Linked DNA regions of Gasterosteus aculeatus: region 2 is linked to region 1. A link is a contact called in public Hi-C data. All regions are on one chromosome and are shown on one strand. The core of a region is the stretch at or near the end of the contact, and the rest is flanking DNA. Distances in the headings are between cores, read along the strand shown. Region 1 overlaps tcf4 (transcription factor 4). Region 2 overlaps LOC120831919.

Region 1 (5,324 bases), core at 2,715-5,214:
TGTGCGAAGAATTGAAATCAGGCGAGAGTCAGGTACACACACACACACACACGCACACGGACACACACACACACACACACACACACACACACACGCACACGGACACACACACACACACACACACACACACACACACACACACACGGACACACACACACACACACACACACACACACACACACACACACACGGACACACACACACACACACACACACACGGACACACACACGGCTTCAGACAGACACTGAGAGGCACGTTTCTCAGTGCAAAGCCTTTTTTCAGGCATCTATTTGAGCACAAACAGTCCTTGTATGGAGGGAGACACAGGCACACAAAGCAAACACAGGCCGTCACTCAAAGCCGCTGACAAAATGCCTCCAGTCAGCAGACGGAGACTCAAAATGGCCGATTGTTTCAGGCGCGCGTGTGTGTGTGTGTGTGAGAGAGGCTTTTCTGCTGGTTGAGAAGTTGGCAGCTTCCCAGAGATGGAGCCGTACCGACATCCAATAAAGGCTGCTGTGTTGTAGTGGGGTTGGGTTGTATTTGGATGAATTTGGTGATGGAGGAGTTGCCGCCATATTCCCCCGTCCTGGTGGCACACGTGATTCTAATGCTGTTGTCAGAAATGATCGATATGTCAGAGATGGACTTGCTGCGAGGATGCTGAATTCATATGGTTTATAAGTTGTGGCACAACTCGACAACATCTTAAGGTAGATTTCCTGTGTGTTGCAGTTAATGCGCCTTTTCAACCTTCTGAAAACCAGTCAGTTTAACAGTGGCTTTGTAGCTAGTTGGGAGGACCTCAAAAACTGATTTTTTTGCAGTGCCATGAGTCAAAAAAAAGTTTATTAATCATTTTATAATTGAATTTCTTATTCATTTATCAAGCATTTTTGTCTGCTACCAAAATTGGGGGAAAAAGCTTCCTTGTGGTCTACATACTGTATTTACATATTCACACTCTCTACTTTCTTCAGCAGTCAGACACTTTCTCTTTTTTGCTCAGGTGACTGCTGGTTCCCTGCATGTCATCCTCAGGCTGTTAGTCCTCATTCCAACGTTCTCATCCTTCATCGCTCTGTGGCCTCATCCCTTGTCCTCCTCTGTCAAGAAAACCTCAAATTAGGTTACTTCTTCAAAATGTGGAAAGTTGAAACAGTTTCGCTCACATGTCTTGAATTGTCCACCAGAGTTTTCTAAAGGACGGTTACTATGACAGCGGTCACTTTGCCAATCGCCGTGGAAGTGATGCCGGCCTCCCAACAAGGGGTCGTATCCTGTATTCTACCTGCAGATCTCTAACCCCTCCTCTCTTCTTCCTGCAGCCCTCTCTGGAGGCCTTCAGGGCCAGAGCACCTCCTCCGTCAGCTCCGAGATCAAGTCGGAGGACGAGGGGGACGAAAATCTCCTGCAGGACCCAAAGTCCATGGAGGCCAAGAAGGAGGACGGCGACAGCAAGGACCTGAAATCAATTGAGAGGTTAAGATCTAGGTTCAGGTACCTCACAGACACTCCATCAAACCCCTCAGCTGAGCCGGGACCCCCGTTCAACCCGACACACCCACGGACTCAGAGGCCTTCCTTGGTCAAAGCGTCCCCGGTCGAGCGCTCCAGGAGTCACCAACCGTTGCAGATGTTGGATTTAGTTCAAAATACTGCGACTATAACTTGTCCAGTCAGCGTTCTCCTGGCATAGAGCATTTGTGGAGATTTAAATGGCTTGATGCCACTTTACATGGATTGACTCATACAGATATTCCTTCTACGGCTGTGCAGTAACCACCAATCAGTGTCCAGCTAAGGTTGATTGCTGCTCTAAAGCAAAGATGAACCAAGGTGTTTTCTGGAGAGAGGGGACACAAGGAAGGCCTGTCAGCTGTGCGTGTTTTGGGAACCAGCCTCTGGACTTTGATGAAGTGACCAAGTGTGATGAGAAGCAGCTAAATACATACGTGAACACAGAGCACCTGGCAGTTCTCTATTCTGAACTTGTCCGGTGAGTCACTTCTCGGTCTTGAGCCTGATTTTAACTGTTTCTCACACAACAGAGTAGAGCCCACTGTGACTATTCTCCAAGAGGCGCTGCCATGCACTCAGAGCTGGGAAATAAACACCATCAGAAACATTGAAAACTTGGCGAGGCCACTCAGAGTGCAGCCCACAGATGGCCTGCACCAGGGAAGCCAGGGGTCCCTCCCCTGCAGAACCTAATGGGTCCTTCCTTGGCCCATGGTCCACCCCACCAAGTCTCAGGAAAGTAGGGCTAGTAGTTCAGTAATCCAGACAAAGGTAATGTAATGTGAGGGGCATTGGAACAGCTCCGAGTCTGTTGGACACCACCACCACATTTCAGGAAAACCAGAGCAGCTGTTTTCTTCAGTAATACAAGCCAAAAAGAAGAACCTCCTTTGGGAATGGGATGAGTATTCTTGATTTTGGTGGTAAACAATAGGTGTGTTTCAACATATTGCACCGGCAGGTATAAAGCAGTCAATAAATGGACTCAGTAATAGAAAGATAAATGTTGCTCACAGTGATTATTTCCCTTTCTGGTTGAAACTGAGCAGCCTTCATACCCGCATTGATATTTCTCATCCAGAGGAACATTTGAAACATATGGATGCCGCAAGATTGTACATTATGTTGGGGTCATAATGATGATGATGCAAATGTGATGATGAACCAGACAAGTCAAATGTGGCCCAAGCTGTGCTGCAGGGTTTGGAAACATACGGTCATGTGATCCAGCAAAGCTTTTGTTTCTCTGTATCAGATCACTACAAAATCCTTCCTCCATTTTCACACTAAACAAACAAAGATGTTACTCCAGACGGGATCAATATCACGGGATTAAAAGCTTCATAATGTAGTCCCTTCGTTTTAATTTGGCACAAATAGAAGTATTATAAGAATAATCAAGAAGTCAAATAAACATCCATCCAAAGTGCTTCCTTGGGTCATGTCTGCCAGTTTGCCCTGGAATGGATCCTCGTCTGGATATTCACTTCCTATTTAAACTCACAAGTCTGTGAACTCAACATTATCACCACGTGACCAATCAGAGGTCTGTTTCCATGCCCTGCTCCCTGCTACCCCCCACTAAAGGAATCATCCGGTGTAGCAAGAAAATAACAACATATCCTCCTCTTCCTCCTTGCCCTCCTTCCCTTGCTTCCTCCTCCCTCGCTGGTTACCGCAGCAACAACGACGACGAGGACCTGTCTCCGGAGCAGAAGATGGAGCGAGAGCGGGAGCGCAGGATGGCGAACAACGCACGGGAGCGCCTGCGTGTCCGCGACATCAACGAGGCGTTCAAGGAGCTGGGCAAGATGGTGCAGCTGCACCTGAAGAGCGACAAACCCCAGACCAAGTTACTGATCCTCCACCAGGCCGTGGCCGTCATCCTCAGTCTGGAGCAGCAAGTGCGAGGTCGGTTTAGTGCAGACAAGCTCCCCACCGCCCCGAATACGCTTTATGATTATCTATTTATTTATTACAACAATATCAACAATAGGAAGTAGTATTCATCTTGAACCTTCTTTGACTGCAGTATTCCATTTTAGTAATTTGTGGATCTTAACGACTGGTAATATTCCATATTTAGTTTCCTCTGCTTTGAATCTGAAGTTACTTTGTATTTTGGAAATCGAGGTTCATGAGGTGAAAAGTAGTTCAACATATGCGGTGCTGAAAGAGTTCCATGAGAGGGCAGCAGTGGCACCTGGTGACTGTTCAACCCTGGCTCAGGTTCTTAGCTTTCCTACCCCCCCTCCCCCCCTCTCTCCCTGTCTCCCTCTCTCTCCCTCTCTCCCTCTCTCCCTCTCCCTCTCTCTCTCCCTCCCTCTCTCCCTCCCCCCCTCTCTCCCTCCCTTTCTCCCTCTCTCCCTCTCCCTCTCTCCCTCGCCCAGAGCGGAACCTGAATCCCAAAGCGGCCTGTCTGAAGCGCCGCGAGGAGGAGAAGGGCGCCGTGTCAGCGGACGGGGCTCCCCTCTCATTGGCCGCAGCGCACCATGCCATGAGCGACGCGTCAAACCCGCTGGGACAAATGTAAAACGCAGCGCCCCCCCTCCACCCCGAATGGTCAGAAGATTTCACTTAGAAACTAATCTGCTGTTGTACCTTTAACAAAAGACCTAAGAATCAGAATTCAGAAACCAGCTAACTGGTAAATCATTTACCATAAAGTTTGACTGAACTGTGGCAAAAGAAACATGTCGTCAATGAAAACAATTTGAGCTGAATATATCCTTCATTAACACATTTGCGCTCCCTCAAAGGGAAAAGGAACTTTCTATTAATTCATTGTCTGTGTACCTTTTAACAGAATTATAGAAACAAAAACTTCTGGTTCAGGAAGATTCTGGTAAAGCAAACACAGCGCCCTATTTGGCATATGTTAAGGAATAAAAATGCCTTTATTTAAATAGATGTTGTAGTAGTAGTCGAAGTAAAAGTAGTTTAAATGTAAGTGAATTTTAAATCAATTAATAAATCAACACCTATTGGAAATCATTCTAAACCCCACATTCACAGATGAAAAGGGATATATTGTTTTTACCATTATTATGCAGGTTAAAAGGTTAAAATTGACATGGACATCATGGACACATGGCAATGAGGTCAAATGACTCATTTGGAGAAGCTCCTGTTATTAATATCTGACTGAGCTGATGATCTGTGACGATTTAGTCCAAAATCAGAGGTCAGAACTTGAGTTTCTGTCGGGTCTGGTACATTTCAACAACAGATTGGCAGTAAGTGTGATTTTAATGTGTGACTGTGTGTATCTGTTGCTCTACTTTGTTCTGCAATTGCACAACGCCACATTGTTTCCTACGAATGTACCTTGTTAAAAGGAGTTTAACAACAAGACAGAGTGATGGAACACTGTGCCATAGTGCAACACTACATGGCTTCTTTCAAGTGTGTGTTGTGTGATCTTTTCGCCGATATGATATTCATAACTATGTTTTTCATTAGTGCACAACCCCCTGAAACTAAGAATGTACAATGTAATGACATTCATGGTCACCAGAGCATGAACACTAGTGTAGGGCTGCACGGTGTACGGGTTCAGACGGTGTACCGGTATCAGATTTAACTTTATTTATAACTTTATAACAACAAACACTCTTTAACAGGATAAAACACAACAGCTTGTCACACACAAACAATTTGCAACACTAATAATTGTACCTTTATAAAAATGACCCCGCTGAACTGCATGCTGGGTAAAGCTCACAACAAGAAGTAACTCTGCTGCTAGCAAGTTGGCCAGCGAGAGGCGAACAGCTGTTTGCAGCCACAACACGCTAACACG
Region 2 (5,657 bases), core at 132-2,631, 46 kb after region 1:
ACGATAGATGTAGGTGGTTGCTGCCTCACCCTGTTCGCTCCTCCTCTCTGTACTCCTGCCATGACAGGGAGTCTGGCAGAGAAACACTGAAACTGGTCTCAGTTCTGTGGGACGGGACAAGCTAAAACACATCTCCGGATTCTAGGTGTGCCAGCAGACACACACCCAGCCACACAAACACTCAAATAAATACACTATTCTGATCAATGTCCAGGAAATCTTCTATGTCTCAGGCTTTTTAATGTGATGGATGGTTTCTTAATGTACTCTGCCGCATGCCTCCATCATGTTGCCCTGCTTAACATGACATCCACCTGGCTTACTGGAAGACATTACCTTGCTTTTGTTTTGCTGAAGATTTCCCTTGGCTTTGAGCGGGGCTTGTGTGGTAATGCCAGCGCCAAAAACAGAAGCTTTGTGTGGGAAAAGAGGAGGGAGCGACCACCGGTTTTCTGTCCTGAGTGGACCTCAACAAGCCGCTCAAATCAAGCAGCTTTCACGCCAACAACTTCTGGAACAGTTCTTTAAAAGTTGACAGCGGTGGCTTTTTAAAGTCTTCTGACACAGAATTGAAAAGAACACAATCCCAAGTAAGTTGTAACCCTCACAACTCAGCGGTGGGTCTAAAGCAGACGAAATGTTCCTTTGGTCCAAACTCGCAGCAAGCGAGGTAAAGTGTAGGACATTACCATCCTACAAAGTAGCAAGCTACTGCAATAACATGTGAAAGCTGACATTTCTTATTTTCTACTCATTTGATAGTTGTGATCAATTACTGTGATTGCTTTCCAAGAAATCAAACTAAATGGCAATAATTATGTGCAACACCAACCTTGAAAAAAGCATTTGAACGTTCCCATGAATATGTTTAACGAATAGACTTTGTGATGAGTTAGTGGAAACCTTCAGAGTAGAAGGATCTAGCCAATGCTTTGCACTTTGACCTACACGCATGCGAAGTTGGGAAACACCTATGTATAAAACGTCCAAGTACTTTACAGTACACATATGGAGGATGTATGTAGCAGAGGCGTCTTAAGGATTGGCTGTTGATCAATCTGTCAGAATGTGAGGAATCGTCTCTTTATTTTTATTCTGCTACTTCCTTATACCTGCATGTCATTTCTTGAAGATACACGATAGAACCTATTGGCAAAAAACACATGTATAACTCTGCAACGACATGAATGTTTTATTTCCCATTTTGTCTTCTAGAAATTGTTATAGATCAATAATTAAGTAACTTGGAAGTCCCTATGCACTCATCTGAGGGACACATGAGGTCTTACTGTTGTTTCCAGTGGTACTTTCACACACTCAGAAACTGTCCGTAGTCTGGTTACGCAACGAGGGTTCAGCGTGTTGCCAAGACTCACAGGCAGACTGGCAGTTTGGAAAACACCCAGCTGCACTCTGCCAACTCTCTCCTATCTTCATCCCCTGCTCTCAAGGATAATACTTGTTTTTAATGTTTCTTTTCCACTTTGTACTCTTTTTCCGTGCTTTTCTTTCGCTTTCTTTTTCTCTATGATCTCTAAACATGATTCCCTCCGGTTCAGCCTGTCAAAACATTTCTGCTCAAACTTTGTTCATAAGGTTGTGACTGATCTTCCTCATTTCAATATGCTGATTGACCAATCCTCAAGTTTGTAAAATTTACATTACAACCAACAAATAAACAGTATTTAGTTCACACCAAACACTGGGTGCATGAAATACGTGGCAATGGCAGCTAATATCCAAGATGCTGTCAGCCAAAATGCCGAACGTTAGGCTTCAAAACGGTGATTCACAAACCAATAGCTGACGTCAGGATGTCTATGTCACCTTCTAATATATATTCTATTATCTGAAAATGTTAACACGAACACAATGAAGTTTGTTCATTTCCGTGCTTGTCTAAAGCGGAACGTCTACAATCAAAATGCTTCACGGAGTGGATTTTATCCATTCAGATGGATTCTTTGTGTGCCATAGCTATACACACACAGTTTAGACATCACGGTGAAAATGATATATGTGACGGGCTGCAAGTGGTGAGATACATTAATATAATTGAAAAAAAAAAGAACACATAAATAACGCCCACATATTTTTCCACCTGCAATTATGGAGGGAATCGTGTTTGGCACATACATGCAAGCAATTATGGAGCCCTATTCACGCGTTTCTGTACATAAGCATCTAATCAGAACACACTGACAGCTGGCACTGTGAGTGTGTGTGTGTGTGTGTGTGTGTGTGTCTGTGAGAGTGATTTTTTTCAAGTTGTTAACACACGTACACAGACTGATATTCATTGGTAATTACTGTCTTTTCACATCGATGGATGGTCTTACCCATCACCCGCAGCGTTTTAATGAAGTACTTTGATTGGTTAAGATCAATTTTGATTGACAGTTGACAAAATAGCTAATTTGCACAAAGTTTCAAAGTTCTGAAATCTCCTCTCAAGATCTTGATTCTTGCCAAAAACTGAACTGAAACAAAGCAGAAACCTTCCTGAGCTGAAGTTCAGGAACAGGCCGCTTGTAGGCTACAAACAGGTTGCCATGGTAATGCTGTGATGGTGCGTCCACACCAAAAGCGAAGCGAATTTTTCCCCGCTTTAATCGCGCGAGTTAACTCTCTTCTTCCGTCCCATTTTTCTGCTTCATTCACGCCTGGAAGGGACGCAACAATAAAGATTATAAAGATCTTTATAAAGATTATATTGAATAAATGAAAATGAATACCACATATAGATCAAATATTATAATGAGGCTATAAATATATTGTATTTCTGGATCCTTTATTTGGTTTTGAATATAATTTTTATTCATTACAATCCATAAGTCTCCAACCACTTACCTTAAACCGTTTGTTTCAGCAGACAAACCGAGTCAATCTAAACCAGAGTTCATCCTGGCCTTGAAGGTTTCACTTCAGATTTGTTCCCTTCTCATAAGCTCATTAACAGTGTTCATATATTTCACAGAGGGCCTTCGGGCTGCTTTACCGTTGTTTGTGTCGTTTTTCCACTCATTTGTCTTTCTTTACACGTTGATATCTCTTCTTCAGTTATTTGATCAAAGGCTTTCCTGCAAAGGAGCCTCCTCCTCTTCCTCTGCCTGCTGCTGTGTCTGTCACAGAGGGTTAGCGCCTCCCAGTGGACACGCGCTCAGCTACACGCTGGTGTCTCAGCCCAGTACACACCGCTCTCAGATATAAACAAGGAAATATTGTTGCACCTCTGATTGGTTAGTTCTACCAACATTTTTGAGTTCCTGCTTGTGAAAGTAGACTGCAACACTAATAATACCACAACTAGTCATATGTCTAGTTACTACAGCTCTTACTCTTTCTAACAAGTATTTATAGTACTATAGTGCTAATGCTGTTATGCATTTTACCTGTAGTATTTAAACTTCTGATGCAAACAGTGGTCCCAATCCCACCCCAACTAGTGGTATAGTTAAAACAACTACCCCATCTAAAATTAGTAGGGGTGTAACGATTCATTTTAACAACGATTCGATTCGAATCTCGATTCATGGTTGCCGATTCGATTCATGGACGATCTGGGTTAATTTAGAACGGTCCGATTTGAGTCAGTGACTTCTGACTCAGTGACTTGAAATCGATTCAGTAACTTTACTGGACAGTGCAGGCAAAATTTCTGAGATCCCTGTTGTTTCTTCTAAGGAAATCAGGTTTAAATTAATTATGCATATTATAAACAAGCAAACAACCATTAATGGCAAATGTATTAACCTTTTATTTGAATCAAGTGCCATTTTGAATGTAAACATTACACAATAATTACACAATGTTTGGATCAATTCACAGAACCCCGGATGTTCAACCTCATTGTCGGGTCGCATGTCTACAGATAAACTTGTTCCTGTGATGTTGAGTTTGGTGCTGGAGGCCTGAGGTGTCTGCAGAGCTGAGTTACCTGCTGCTGCTGCAGCGGTGACGCTGCTAGAGGTCCTGACTGTCGCCGTTGTTTAATCCCACGGCGCCTTAGTAGATGGCCGGAAAGATTCTTCGTGTTTCCGTGGTTTTTATTTGGCTTCTACATATTCTACAAACAGCGAGCGACTTATTTAGAACACCTCCGTGTTTGCAGAAGCCAAAATGTTTCCACTGGATCGATAAGTTGGTTTGTAAATGTCTTGCTCGCAGTCGTCTCCTCCACGCTGTATTTTGTTGAGTTTTGCGCGGCGGCCGCTGCGTACTGATGACGTCACAGACAGGCAGACTGAATCCAGTAACGTTTAACGCGTCTAAAGTGCTAACAAACAAACAAACACACATCCATGCCGTTGTTGTGCTTAAATCCAATGTGCAGTTTCCAAGTATCGATACAATCGATTATGTACCATTTCAATCGATTGTAATCGATATATGTCGTCCGGAATGACGATTTGCGGAGCACAGATCGATTCAGTTGGATCGCAGGAATATAAATCGATTCAGTGAATGAATCGTTACACCCCTAAAAATTAGTAATATTTCTACTCTACACTGCTGCACAGACGTACAAGTATTACGTAACATATTTGCAACTATTGGTACTACTATACTACTCCGATATAATGGTAACACTAGTGCTTGCAGTCCTCTATCACCACCACCAAGTAGTACTACTTGTACACACGCAAGCACTAATACTATTGCAATGCTTCAAACAATAATACTTCTACAATTACTACCAATAACACACTGTGACTACTTTTTTACTACTGATTCTAGACTTATGGTATTTCTTGTATTATTACAGTTTCTAGTCTGATAGTCCTGCTGTGACTCTTTCTATACATCTCCTACCAACCCCGGGCCCCACTCGCCAGCCGCACACGGGCTGTTTATATGCATCCGAAGCCTGCCGGAAGGTGACAAGTCATCACTACTGCAAACGGAGCGCGACTACAGATTCAGCATGTGAATGCAGTTCATAAAGATCCACCTCCTGCTACCTGACACTTTACATATCACTTCATAGTAGACAGACAACAGTGGAATGTATTCATCCCACACATATTAGATGATCATCTCAACAACAGCATTTACTTTAGGATCAGAACATTGATTAGCAACCATATATTGAAATTGTTATAACATTATTTGAACTTGGCTTTCTTTATGTGTAAAGTGCACCAATGAGATTGCTGTGTTTTATGTGAAACTGACCCTCACCTGTCCCCAGTTCCAGCTGTGTAGGAGCTCCAGGCCTCCGTCACCGAGCATCTGCTCCAACCAGAGACGTTGTTGTTCTAGGTGGAGGCACTGAGCGCGCTACGTAACCTGCTGACTCAAGACCTGCACCAGGAAGAGACGCAAAGCCTGACCTGTTTCAAGCAGAAAGTACTTGCACAATCTCACAGGTAGACAATTCCACAACCTGTTAAAACATAAATTCAATTGGTGATTCGGACTAGAAAACTATTGAAACATTGCCCTTTCATATTATTCCTTCAGAGAGGAAACGCACAGCAGCAGACCGAGTGTCCGCAGCATGCAGGGAAAGAACGAGATGGAGCAGGTAAGCAACGTGGCACGCTTCGACTCGGCATCTCAACTCAATCGGGTTTCATTGTGCATGCTCGTTCTTGGCACAGTTAAGGGCTCAAACAACACCTAACTTCTGGGCCTAACAAACCCAACTAACTACC

What was found. A called contact is a pair of places that touch in the nucleus more often than the background predicts.
Region 2: a contact with region 1 is called in a Hi-C map of skeletal muscle, with 4 times the contacts expected there. The contact joins two enhancer-like sites. A contact is called at or near these places in 4 of 6 Hi-C or Micro-C datasets (skeletal muscle, tail fin and whole body).

The regions. Positions count from the first base shown.
Region 1 is chr14:17,638,792-17,644,115 of fGasAcu3.hap1.1, forward strand. It overlaps tcf4 (transcription factor 4), which reads left to right. Exons shown (of 20, transcript XM_078088417.1): 17 at 1,330-1,483; 18 at 3,204-3,433; 19 at 3,913-4,051. Among protein-coding and RNA genes, the nearest start is that of LOC120831919, 29 kb to the right of the region's middle. Within about 2 kb of position 3,965, at least 5 of the 9 cell types and tissues checked have open chromatin away from gene starts, as enhancers often do.
Region 2 is chr14:17,687,035-17,692,691 of fGasAcu3.hap1.1, forward strand. LOC120831919 reads left to right here. Exons shown (of 20, transcript XM_040197832.2): 3 at 5,192-5,369; 4 at 5,464-5,527. The coding sequence starts at 5,501. Among protein-coding and RNA genes, the nearest start is that of LOC120831919, 19 kb to the left of the region's middle. Within about 2 kb of position 1,382, at least 4 of the 9 cell types and tissues checked have open chromatin away from gene starts, as enhancers often do.